Linked DNA regions of Zea mays: region 1 is linked to region 2. A link is a contact called in public Hi-C data. All regions are on one chromosome and are shown on one strand. Each heading gives the region's core, a stretch centred on a gene start, on an enhancer-like site or on the middle of the called end of the contact. The rest is flanking DNA. Distances are from core to core; before and after follow the strand shown. Region 1 holds the start of LOC100286166. Region 2 holds the start of LOC100193201 (heterogeneous nuclear ribonucleoprotein 27C).

Region 1 (6,709 bases), core at 1,070-3,569, 310 kb before region 2:
ACGGGCAGCACAGCATCCCCGTCGGTACCACGTCGCAGGTATACTATCTCGCACCAAGCAGGGAAACAAATCAAATATGTGCATGTGTTCCGTCAAGTTCCCCATAATACTGTCTCTGTACTCTACTATGGTGGTTCATTCGTTCAGGTGTCCCTAGCCAGCAGCATCAACAGCAGAACTTGAGCCTGCACCTGCAGTCGTTGTTCCACGGCGTATCGTCGGTTCAGTGCCCTGGGCGATGGCGGCGGGCGCAGGTGGTGGCGATGGCGGGCCGGCCTGCGATCCAGTTCATCCAGGGCACGGACGAGCAGACGGTCCCGGACGTGCGGCTGACCAAGTCCCGCGACGGCACCAACGGCGTGGCCGTCTTCGCGTTCGAGCGTCCGTCGGTGTTCGACTCGTCGGCGGAGCTGGGCGACATCACGGGCTTTTACATGGTGGACGACGAGGGCGTGCTGCAGTCCGTGGACGTGAGCGCCAAGTTCGTGAACGGCAAGCCGGCGCGGATCGAGGCCAAGTACGTGATGCGCACGCCTCAGGAGTGGGACCGCTTCATGCGCTTCATGGAGCGGTACTCCCGGGCCAACGGCCTCCAGTTCGTCAGGAACTGAATGAAAGCAACTCATGAGCCCGACGAGCCTGCCTGCCTGCCTGCTTTGAGCTCTCTCTCTCTCGCTGCCTGTCTGTCTCTTTCTCCTCTGCGCCCCTGTGTGAGTTGGAATGCTTTTGGATTAACGGCCGGATTGGAAGAGGACTAATCGTACAGTCTGACAAGTATTGTGCATCCTCTGATTGCTCGCACACAGGCTGGCCACATGCAACCCCTCCTCCCTGTTCATTGTCCGTGGCAGTTGTACCGTCCCGTTAGAGCCTTGGCCTTGGCATGACACAAAGCATGTGGCGTGCGCTGTGTCACTGTGTCTGTGTGAAGGAACAAGGAAGGGTATCGAAATTCGAACACCCTAAATCGATCTATCGATGAATTTGGGCCGTTTTGTGTTATTTCTCACTACAACTGTCCCAAGGTATCGAGGATGAGCAAGTACCAATCCATCAATCGTACGGATCTGCTATACCAGCTACTAGCTTCTGATAAAGACCGAAGCATCATGAGAGAAGAAGCTTTGCATTACTGCATGCCGCGAACCGTCTGCCATACTGTCTATTAATTACACGACCAATGGCATCATCGAAAAGCAGATCAAGCAAAGCCATCCAGGGTCTAAATCCCCGACCTTTTTCTAGCTGGCCCCGCAGCGCCCTCCATATCCTCCTATGTTCGTTATATATATCCCGCCTGTCTCGATCCCCCCTCTCCTTTTTCATCAAATGACTATATATTCAAGCGAACGAGGATAAATCTAGACACATATGTAAAATACATCCCTCAAGTCTTTGATGAATTCACCGTTGACTTAAAACGAAATTTATTTTGATACGGATGGAGTATTAGATTAAAATAAAATATATTTTTACAGAAAGCCTATTGATAAGATGTAGATATTATAGACTTTAAGAAAGTTTATTAGCTGGCTGGGCATCGAGCATCCACATCTTCTTTCTTTGTATGTAACCATGTGATGAAGGCAAGGCAACGGCACCCACGGTCCCACGCCTGTTCTGGTCTGGTCTGATGATGTCCCTCTCTGGGTCCAGTCTCCTCCAGGTCCAGCTCGCTGGATGGAGTTGGAGCTTGGAGGGGCAGACATGCCATCTCTGTCGTGGGAGGATGGACAGCGAGGGTTCTGTCTCGTCTCTTGCTCTTGTTGCCTCACCCTTTCCTCTCATCTCCGCATGCGGTCTTGTCCGCCCTTCCCCTTCATTCCTTGCCTTGGGTCCAGTGCCTCCCTTTGTTACCATCTGCCAGACCGCGGTGGAACCCAGGTTCTTGTTTGCCATTGCCACCTACTGCTGTTGTAACTAATAATAATAAGAACAAACAAAGCTGTGTTATTAACCTGCAAAGAATACACACATCTGTGTGACTGTGTTTAATAAAACACACATTTTTTTCTTCTTTTCTGACGACGAATATATCAATCATGAAGGGGGCAAAAAAACCATGCATGTTGCAGCTAGCTAATACTGAGTAGGAAGGAAAGACACTGACACACCATTGGCAAGGGAGAGAAGAGAAAAGTGAGCTGGGAAGGAGGCTCAAGGAGTCAAGTCATCATTGCAGCAAGTAGGGTGGAGGCTGGAGGGGAGGGGAGGGGAGTGTCCAGTCCAACTGCAGGCATGCATATCCACTAGGCAATTATTATTAGTTAAACTGCTCCGCTTCCGACGCCTTCAACTCCATCGCCTCTTCCACCACAACCTAAACCCAAAAAAACAATTGGCAGCGCAACCGCCCACAGCTCGTGACGAGGCGACCCAACCCCCCCGTAGCGGCGGCGGCGGCGGCGGCGAGCAATCCTCCGGTCCGGCCGGCGGAAACACTAGCGGCGGGAGGCAGAGCGTCCAATGGCGGAGGACGGGGGCAAGGCCGCGGCGGCGTCTGCGGCCGCGGCGGAGGCAGGAGGCGGAGGAGCCAAGGAGGGCGGCGAGGAGAGGACCGTCAAGCTCTTCGTGGGCCAGGTGCCCAAGCACATGGCCGAGGCCGACCTGCTCGCCTTGTTCCGCGAGGTAGCCGCCGTCGACGAGGTCACCGTCATCAAGGACAAGGCCACCAAGGTCTCCCGAGGTGCGCGGATCTGCCTGGCCCCCCGGATCTGGCCTCGCCGCCCCTCTCCCCTTCCCCGCCGCTCGCTTCGCCGCAATGCCGCGCCGTGAGCTCCACCGCTCGGGTTTGCGAGCATGCAATGCCGCCCGCCGGTCGGAGAAATCTGAGCTTTCTGGGCTAGAAATTTTCGTAGCGTTTTTTTTTTGCTTGCTTGGATCCCCCCCCCCCCCCCCCCCCCCCCCCCGCCTGTGTGGGATCGATTTTGCTGCAATGCTGCGGGGAGATCTCGCGTCGAGTCCTCTGGTTGCTTGGGTTTCAGCATGGATTCGAGTTTTTGTTTTGCTTGGCCTGAATTGCGTTACCTTCCTAGTGTACGTATTTGCTCCATTGCGCGTTTTGAATCTCTTCCATTTCCGTGTCTGTTTTTTTTAAAACCGTATTCTGTCCGCTCCCTCTATATTTTCATTTTGTAACCTATTTTTTTTAAAAAATAAATCTATTTAAAGATATAAATTTTTATTAATATTTTCTATAAATCTAGGTAAGTTCGATAAAGTTTCACAGGCACGAGCTTCAATGCGTCTCGGCTGTGGCTTCAGCTTGTTTTCGATTTCGAGCAATGCAGGCTTAAACGTGCCATAATGGCATACAGTCTGTGTGCTATATTTTGCTGCTTGGTTTGCGTTGGCGTTTCTGCATAACTAGAATTAGAAAAGCCTTTCCCATAAAAAAAGAATTAGAAAAGCTACCATGTTTCGCCTGAAACCTATTTTTTTGTTACTTCGCACATTGGCATGCTATAGTTTCCCACTTCTAGGCTATCTCCTTGGCTTGTTCTGCTCTTAACCTGACCGTTTTTCCGTCATTTTGCCCATCTGCTTCTCTATTTCACCTCAGTTTTACATGCTCTGGAACATAATGCAGGGTGCTGCTTCGTCATATGCCCCTCAAGGGAGGAAGCTGACAAGGCGGTGAATGCCTACCACAACAAGCAAACGCTCTCTGGGGTATGCGAGCATACTACTAACCTTGTTCTGGTAGCAGGTTCCTTCTTGCCAACAGCCTAGGTGGAATTATCAGTAACTGAACCAACTGTAGCACCTTTAGCTCCTTTCTGGGTCGCTAATTATGAAAGTATCCCATAATCTGGTTGGCAGGGGCCACATTGTCAGCTAATGTTTGCTTTTAGCTGTCCGGTGGGATTAGGTGAGTCTTTGGTGGGCCACTACAGAGAAACTGAATTTAGTGACTGCGACTTTGGTGGTTGGTTCAAATTTTGGAATTAGATTTATTTAAAAATTTTGGGCTCCAAGTTCTAACCACTAATGGTTTGTCAAGGTGTGCGCGCAAATGATTGCAAGGTGCGAAGCCATTCTCAGTTCTTGTCCCATTGTTTCAGTGCTTGACTTCTATGGGGAGTGTTTCATTTCTGATCTCAAGGATACATCCTAGCAGTGTCAAGCCCAGTGGCAATCGTTTCTTTTTTCTTCTTCTTTCTTTTGTACTCCAAAAAGAGGAATATGCACTTTAACTTATTTTGAATGAGTTCTTGCTGAATGAAGTTGCTCGGAATCTGTTTTCTAATGCAGATACGTAGTAGTGCTTTTAAGAACAAGCTAAGTAGACAAAGTATATGCAAACGTAATACAACAGCCCTTCATCAGTAGCCTTTAGGTTGGCTAAATCTTTTCTCTGTTACTTAGATTAGAATAAACTGGAGGACCATTACAGACATGGATTATGAATGCGATGTAAAATACATCATATTATTGTGTTTATCAAAGCTAGTCAGTTTAGCTTCATTTGTACAAACATATAATGTCTACGGTTTCCAACACTGTAACTTGTAAGCTGCAGAATGAGTTGGTCTTATGTAGGATAGGAGAAACTATAGAGATTTCAGTTCATGGTCCTGCCAAATGTGGAAATATTTATATAACATGTTGAAGTAGCTTATACCTACATGGGGCTATTAATATTTTAGCTGCAATTTTTGTGCCAATTAATAGAAATGATTCAAGTGGAAGTTCTTTTCTCAGTCCTCTGCAGTATAATCCTATGTAGCATCTATCGACAGAAACTAGTCAAAACATCGGTGTTTGGTTCCCGGGGCTAAATTTTAGTCCCTATCACATCGGATGCATGGATGCTAGTTAGAAGTATTAAATATAGTCTAATTACAAAACTAATTATACAGGCGAGGACTAAACGATAAGACGAACCTATTAAACCCAATTAGTTCATGATTCTCAATCATGCTAAGACGCGTTTTTTGTTCAGATATGAAGTAACACTGCATCGTTTCAATGTGACTAGCACTAACAGAGGCAAAAGTACATTCACCAAATGAGGATGGTGATACAAAGCATGCTGTCAAGTCTTGGTAGTTAGAGACGTATATATCCTGATCTTGGACAAAGTTTGAAATGCTTGTAGTAGGCAAACATGGACTTTTTGAGCCATTGAGAGTCCGAGACACTTGCTCATTACTAATACTAATTAGATGTACGTGCATTGCTACGGTTTATATATCACATAGTTAGACCTTGTTTCGCCCGGTTCGAGCACGGCCCGTCCCGTTGTCCACTCGGCCCATGACAGCCTGGCTCGATCATCGTGTTGTGTCTGGGCCTTAGGTGCGACATGGCAGGCTAGGCCCAGTACAGACTGGTTTTATTATTTTTTCCTATAGAATATAAAACAAAAATACGTTTTTTCTGTTGGCTAGGTGTGGGTGTTAATGTGGAGCCAACAACCATGGTTTAAACCCCATATTTATGCATAATTTTGCCTTATTTTTGCCAAAGGCGGGAAGGAAGGGGGTGACACACGAATGGAGAAACAGACATACACGCTTCGCGCGTGACGCACGACGACGGTGGACCAGTGGAAACTGGTTTATAGTAGAGATTTTTTTAGTCATATAACCAGTTAGCTACACTTTGATGCCTTGTTTGGATATGGTGATATGGGTGACACTTTTCTATGACACTCATCAAATACAGATCTTGTACAATTGTCTCTGCTTTGACAGTCTGATTACACTCTTGTATGTTTCTCTTTAACTCAGGCATCAAGTCCTTTGCAAGTAAAATATGCTGATGGGGAGTTGGAGAGGCTTGGTATGATTATTGTTTAAGTAGAACTTTCTCTTTGCCAGCAATTTTGTATGGGGATATTTGCTCAGGACATTGTTACCTGTTTTTTACTGATATCCAAACACTGCACTCATTTATACTTGTCATGACTTTCAGAACATAAGCTTTTCATTGGAATGCTTCCGAAAAATGTTACAGACACTGAGTTGACTGATTTGTTTTCCAAATATGGGAATGTCACGGATTTGCAAATTTTGAGAGGTTCACAACAAACAAACAAAGGTAATATCCTGCAAAGAAGTTGCTTTCCTTATGAATGGAATGATAAGCATTGCCTCAAGTGTATATTGTTAGTTAACTTTGCTCTTTGCAGCTGGCTGTGCCTTCATTAAATATCAAACAAAAGATCAAGCATTGGCAGCTATTGAAGCTCTAAACGGGAAGCACAAAATAGAGGTCTGTCAAAAATGGGTTCGGATATCAAATCATTTTTGAAATATATAATTTTTAGATTACTGAGATCTTATAGCATATAGGCTCGTAGCTTAGACTAGATTATTTATTTTATTTACCGTTCAACAGTCTGAAGTAACAATTTACGTTTACTCTAGTCAAATATATATAAGTTCAAATGATGTCATTCAGGACTTTTTTAGCCATCCAGTTTTCAGTCACTTCTGCAATTATTTCATTTCGTTTGGTTGTCTAATAAGTATGCAAATCTATTCGCACTCACCCTTAATTGCTTTAAGTTGTCCTGGTCTCCTGGATTTGCCTAGCAAATCCTGCTTGCCTTTTTTTAGCAAGAATCCTACCTGACTTGAATTCTAACTTCCCTATGGTGCCATGAATAGCTGGGGATGCGGCACAGCCTGAATCTTGTTGCTGTTTAATTATTATGTTGTTATTATTCAATTTGTACAAAAAAATATGAGTTAAAGCTCTT
Region 2 (6,349 bases), core at 611-3,110:
CGCTCCTATTATTTTTATATGCAAGAAATATGGTCATAAATAAACATCTCAATCAGCATATATAGTGATCAAATAGTGCAAGCAGCAGATGAACATACAAAAATGGCTAATATTGCATGCCTGTGTACAAAAATGAACTAGGAATTAACTGTAATTGAACAGCACAAATATTAAAAATAAAATAGTAAATTTCAAGCCAGTCAAAAAATACAAGATAAAAAATAGCTAAGAGGACACAGGCATATGGCCACACATAATTTTCTATTCATAAGCAAACTATTCTTGGAGAAAATAAACAATCAATACTTTTCAAAATTATTGGAATATAAGGACAAGTACTTCAGGAATTGTAATGGCACAAAACTAAGGGTAAGAAAACATAAACAGTATAGCACCTGCCATTCAATCTAAATGTGAATTATGGCAAACCTTCATGACGACACAATCGTCTAGGGGTCCAAACTTGGCCATGTACTCTCGTAACCCTTCAGTGTCAACATCCCAGGGGATACCGAGAACCTAGGTGCATTAATTGTGCATCCTCATTATCCCTCGAGCGTGACATTCATGTATAGAATCTTACAAAGGAAAGAAGGGTTGGTAAATTACCACAAGCTTCGTAGCCATTGCAGTACTGGCTACAGATCAATGTCAAAAACTTATTTGGATCTTTATTCCCCTGTATCAAGGAGAACTCTCAGCAATCTACTGAAGGTCCCCAAGATTAACACAGATATTGCCTTGAACCTACGATGAAGAGTGCATGGTTTAAATTTCTTGAACACCTTGCGTCAAGTTGGCAGCCTTCATTGGATCTGAAAGTTGGTATGGTTTGGTAAAAGACTAAAAGTGTCTCACGGCCAGATAACCAGCCAATGGCAACATAAGATTCCAATAACTGGATAAGTAGGATGTGTATCTGCGCTAGGCAGCTGGAAATATAACCAAAAAAATACCAAATAGGACATCTCACAACAATAATTAAATAATATAACATAAACGCTACTGAAGAGTGGTTAACTAAGTACATCATAAAAGATGGCAACAAAATCATGATGAAAAGGAAAGAACATTACAGCGGCTCAGCAATATTGATTTATCAACGAAATATAGAATGCTCTGACGCAGAAACATTGGATTGCCTGGCACCCGGACCTATCTATCTATCTAGCTCCAGTGAGGTAGAATGCTAGTTATCCAAAAAGTCAAGTGGGTTACCGCCATACAGTGTCATGTTCTGCAGTGCCTCCATTTTGGGCCCACGCCAAAGTCCAATTTTACCTCTCAGGAGAAAGCTAAGCACATAGCTCTCACACCGAACACAATTTAGTTTCCAGAAATTATGCCCCCGGGGCAAAAATCTCGATTCCAGATGAGTCCCCTGTGCCAGGAGCCAACAACACGAGTCACGGCGGCCTTGGCATGGGGGATGGAAATGGAATTGAGACCCAGAATCCCCCCCCCCCCCCCCCCCCCCCGAAAATTAACCGTGCCAGTACCATAACCATGCTGTCCGAAAGGGCGGAACCAGCATAGGACATGTATACACCGGATAACTTTCCGAAAACTGGAAGTTAGCAGACACCATGCGTGCACTCGCAACTGGGCCAGATCCGAGTATAGATAATGCATTAGGGTTTGGGGTGTTCGATTCCGCGCAGCGGGACGGGAAGGCCCGGAGAGGGGCAGTGGCGTACCTGGTGAGCCCACGTCAGCGGAGAAGACGTGGCGACGGGCGGCGGCGCGCGCCGCCGGCGAGGAGCTCACGGAGGGAGTGAGGGAGGGGAGGAGGCGCTCGCCCAGTCGTCGCCGCGAGGAACCAAGGGAGAGGCGAGACAGCGGAGGGGAACGAGGTCGTCAGGGACTCAGAGCCGTGCAAAGCACCGTTGCTCCATCCGACGACGCCCCTCTCAGTCGTGGACGTAGATGGGCTCTTGCTGGCCCTGGCGGCCCATTAAGGCCGGTTCTGCTTGTACCAGGGTGGACATTCGGGCAATATTTTGTTTCGGCTACAAAGAATTTTGACCTTCTCGCTAGCTCCGCTTCTTATAAGCAACAATTGGATCTATACCATTAAAAGATCCAAACTTTAGATATATACCATGGACCCCACATGTCATTGACTCATGTGGACCCACATGTAAGTGAGATAGTAATGGTATGGATCCAAAGTGGTGATCTTTTAATGGTATGGATCCAAATTTCCCTTCTTATAATGTAAAAACCTGGAAGCTGAAAAAAAACAGTCACGATGTATTTAGCATGGCTCTCCTTTATTCTAGAGCAACTCTATTTAGCAATTAGCATGGCTCTGTTTTATTCTAGAGCAACTCTACTTCAAAACTATGGATGAAGTAGCTCTATTCCAGAGTTTAGATTGCTTTCTTATAACTAGTGGCAGTGGTGAGTAAATAAATTCAAACTCTATGTCTAATTTGTTTTGAAAGATTTCGGAGGATCAAAAGAATTACTCCAAAAAAAATTTACTACATCTCTTAAAACTCTATGGAGTTTGCAACTCTCGAGTTAGGGCGTTTGACAGGCTCTGGTCAACCATTTCTTAGAGTTTTGCTCTGAAACCATGCAAAACACGTCCATAGTTTTTTTTTACCGTTCGTGAGGCAAGAATAAGTCGTTGCGACAGATATGGCCCATGATCGCCACTCTGCGTCGTCGCTTGTAGGGACCGAGAGAACACGTGGTGGGGGCGATAGCTGGTTGTCAGCTGGGCTAGCAGCAGCAGTCAACCAAATGGCGGCACGGGATAGGGTAGTTGACTACTACTGCCTCCGGTCACAAATATATGACACTGTCGATTTTTTTCGAAAACTTTGACCACTCGTCTTATTCAAAATATTTATTTAAAATATAAAATTTTAAGTCAAGCACAAACTACCTTAAGTGATAAAACAAATCACAAAAAGATGATAACTCATTATTTTTTTAATAATAAGAGTATTTAAAGTTTTTTTAAAAGTCAACGATGCCATATATTAATGAACGGATGGAGTAGTTTTTTTATTGTGACGTTAACTGTGTGTACTCGTTAAAAGTGGCTAGTAGATCAAAATGTACATGCAAAAGACCCGACCCATGAGCAAGAATGGCCCACGATGCACGGTGTTGTGCTCCCTCTGTCACGGTGGAGTTCATGGGTGGTGACAGGGGTGAAGTCAGGATTTAAGTATAGAAGGGACAAATCAAATTGAGAGGAGCTGTTGAGAGGTATTTTACATTATTTATATGGTGGTTGGCTGATAGAATTAGTGGCTCTTATATAATTAGGAGAGTATTAGGGGGACATTATCCTCCTCTGCTCCTCCCCGGCGTCGCCCTGGGTGGTGATCGACCACAGCACACATTGTTGCTCCCGTTGGCGTCGTCCACGAGCCCTTGTCTGTGCCTTGTAGGCGAAGTGGAAGAACCACAGGGTGAGGACAAACTGCGTGGGGTCGGAGTCAAGCGGGCGGAAGCCCAAGGTGAAGACGTGCGTGACTCAAGGCGTGTTTAGAGGAGAGATAAATTAGTTCCAACTTCATCAGCTCCACCCCACCATCTTCAAAATATATTGAATGTGTTTGGCAAAAAAATTGGTGGAGCTAGTGAAGTGAAGCTGTTTTAGATGCTCCGTGTTAGAAATATGCCCTAGAGGTAATCATAGAGATGATCATATTTCTTTGTATCCACAATATATTGTTTATTGAATATCCATGAAAGTCATCTTGTAATGATTGACAATTATGTGAATTGTTTGTGAAACTCTTTACTTGTATGGTTATTCTAAAAAAATTCCATAGTCAGAGTTCATGACTATCACATGTATTAGTTGATGACTATGTTTCACAAGTCATAGACATGGAGATGTCAAACTAATAATGTGGGCACATGTATGATGCCATGCTAGACTGACCAATGTGAGATTTTGTAATATAGTTCTCTCTTGCGACATGTATGCTAAGTTCTTAGACCTAAGATTGTCGCATGTGCTCAAGATGTGAATTGATCTACTTTAGAACTATCGAACGCTATTCCATAATTGGGTAGTCATAAAGATGGTTTTGGGTTTATCGAAAAGCATGTTGTGAGGCATGATCGATCAAGATGGAATTTGTCCCTCTCAGCTTGAGGGAGATATCTCTAGACCCCTCGAGTGATCGGATCAAGAAATACATGGTCGTGCTAGGGTTAAGTGTTAACCCATAAAAGGATTTCGAGTCACAACATCGAGAAAGAGAGGTTGACTTAGAGCTAGACCAAATATCATGAGACAAAGTGAATAACATGTACATAATGTTGTGATGACCCGTCTGATATGATACTTACGTGTGCATGGGAGTTGACACGTCTTGCTAGAGGCCGCTGTCAACTATTGGGTTGAGTAGTACTCAGCCCATGTCTATATGTACGTGAATCTATAAGGATCCGAATTGGATGAGGTCAGATAAGGATCCAGATTAGACCTGGTATAGGAGTTCTAATGGGCTTCAGATTTAGAAACTTCGTAACTCCATTTATGGGTTGAAGCAAGCATCTCTGAGTTGGAATATTCGTTTTGATGAAGTAGTCAAAGGATTTGGTTTTTATCAAAATGAAGAAGAAGCTTGTGTTTACAAGAAAGAAAGTGGGAGCACTGTTACTTTCCTAATCTTGTATGTAGATGCCATATTATTGATTGGAAATAACATTCCTTTGCTGGAATCCGTGAAGACTTCACTGAAAAACAGTTTTCTATGAAGAATTTAGGGGAAGTAGCATATATTCTAGGCATAAATATCTATAGAGATAGATCAAAAAGGCTTACAAGTTTGAGTCAAGATACTTACATTGGCAAGGTGTTGAAACAGTTTAGAATAGTCCAAGAAAAAGTTCTTGCCTATGTCACGTGGTGTACACCTCAGTAAGACTCAGCGTCCTTTGACGACTGATGAGTGGGAGCGCATGAGTAAGGTTTCGTATGCTTCGGTAATTGGATCTACCATGTACGCCATGATAAGTACACGTCCAGATGTTTCATATGCTCTAAGTGTTGCGAGTAGGCATCAAACTGATCTAGGTGAGAGTCATTGGACAATGGTGAAAAATGATATTAAGTGCTTTAGAAGGACTAAAGGTATGTTCCTAGTCTATGGAGGTGAGGATGAGCTCTTTGTAAATGGTTACACCATTGCTAGCTTCCAAATTGATCCAAACAATTCAAATTTGCAATCAGGATTTTTATTCACGGTAAATAGTGGTGTTGTTAGTTGGAAAAGTTCCAAGAAAGAGATTGTGGTTGACTCCATAACAGAAGCTAAGTACATCACAACTTCTGAATCTGCGAAGGAAGGTGTTTGGATAAGGAAGTTCCTCAATGAACTTTGTGTGTTTCCAAATGCCTTCAGCCTATTGAATCTCTACTGTGACAAATATGGGGCAATTGCACAAGCAAAAGAGCTACAGAATCACTAGAAAAACAAACAAGTATTGCGGAAGTTTCACCTCATTCGAGAGTTTGTTATAAAGGGTGAGATCAAGATATGCAAGATACATACGGATTTAAATGTTGTTGATTCTTTGAAAAAACCTCCTCCACAGCCTAAGCATGAGTCACATATGAGAGATATAAGTATTATATATCTTCTAGATTAACCATAGTAAAAGTGGGAGACTGTTAGAAATATGCCCTAGAGGTGATCATATTTTTTTGTAACCACAATATATTGTTTATTGAATATCCATGAAAGACATCTTGTATTAATTGCAATTATGTGAATTGTTTGTGAGACTCTTTACTTGTATGATTATTCTAAAAGATGTCCATAGCGTTGCTGACTATCATATGTATTAGTTGATGACTATGTTTCACAAGTCATGAACACAAAGATGTCAAACTAATAATGTCGACGCATATATGACATGAGGCTGGATTGATCCAATGTGAGATTTTGTAATATAGTTCTCTCTTGCGACATATATGCTATGTCCTTAGACCTGAGATTGTTGCATCTGCTCAAGATATGAATTGACCTACTTTAGAACTATCAAACGCTACCATACATAGGGCCTAGATGTTTCATTACTAGGACATCTAATGTTCATTTTTATTATGGAAGCAAAAAAATGTTCCAGCCTTTTGCAGTCTTCTGCATATGGCTATTACAGATCGAAAATTAACTAAATATCCATCATAAAATTAACAAGACAAAGAGATCATTAGGAAGAACGAATCAAGCACCCTCTAATCTAGTATTGGACCTTCATCCATGGATTGCAAAGATCTCCATGGCCACCACATCTAACAGTCGACATACCGCAAGGACCTTGCGGTGATCTTCTTTCTGCAATAATCTTCAGAACCTGAACCAATATG

The links. Hi-C and Micro-C count contacts between places; a contact is called where the count stands out from the background.
Region 1: a Hi-C map of tassel shows a contact between it and region 2, with 1.9 times the contacts expected there. The contact joins the promoter of LOC100286166 here to the promoter of LOC100193201 in region 2. A contact is called at or near these places in 2 of 25 Hi-C or Micro-C datasets (leaf and tassel).

The regions. Positions count from the first base shown.
Region 1 is chr8:165,593,229-165,599,937 of Zm-B73-REFERENCE-NAM-5.0, reverse strand. It overlaps LOC100286166, which reads left to right and starts at 2,319. Exons shown (of 9, transcript NM_001372394.1): 1 at 2,319-2,686; 2 at 3,590-3,672; 3 at 5,736-5,787; 4 at 5,920-6,045; 5 at 6,137-6,219. The coding sequence starts at 2,467. LOC103636309 (photosystem II reaction center PSB28 protein, chloroplastic-like) reads left to right here. Exons shown (of 2, transcript NM_001322110.1): 1 at 1-38; 2 at 148-738. The coding sequence ends at 611.
Region 2 is chr8:165,282,700-165,289,048 of Zm-B73-REFERENCE-NAM-5.0, reverse strand. LOC100193201 (heterogeneous nuclear ribonucleoprotein 27C) reads right to left here and starts at 1,860. Exons shown (of 14, transcript NM_001138355.1): 1 at 1,698-1,860; 2 at 610-815; 3 at 430-519; 4 at 1-5. The coding sequence starts at 627.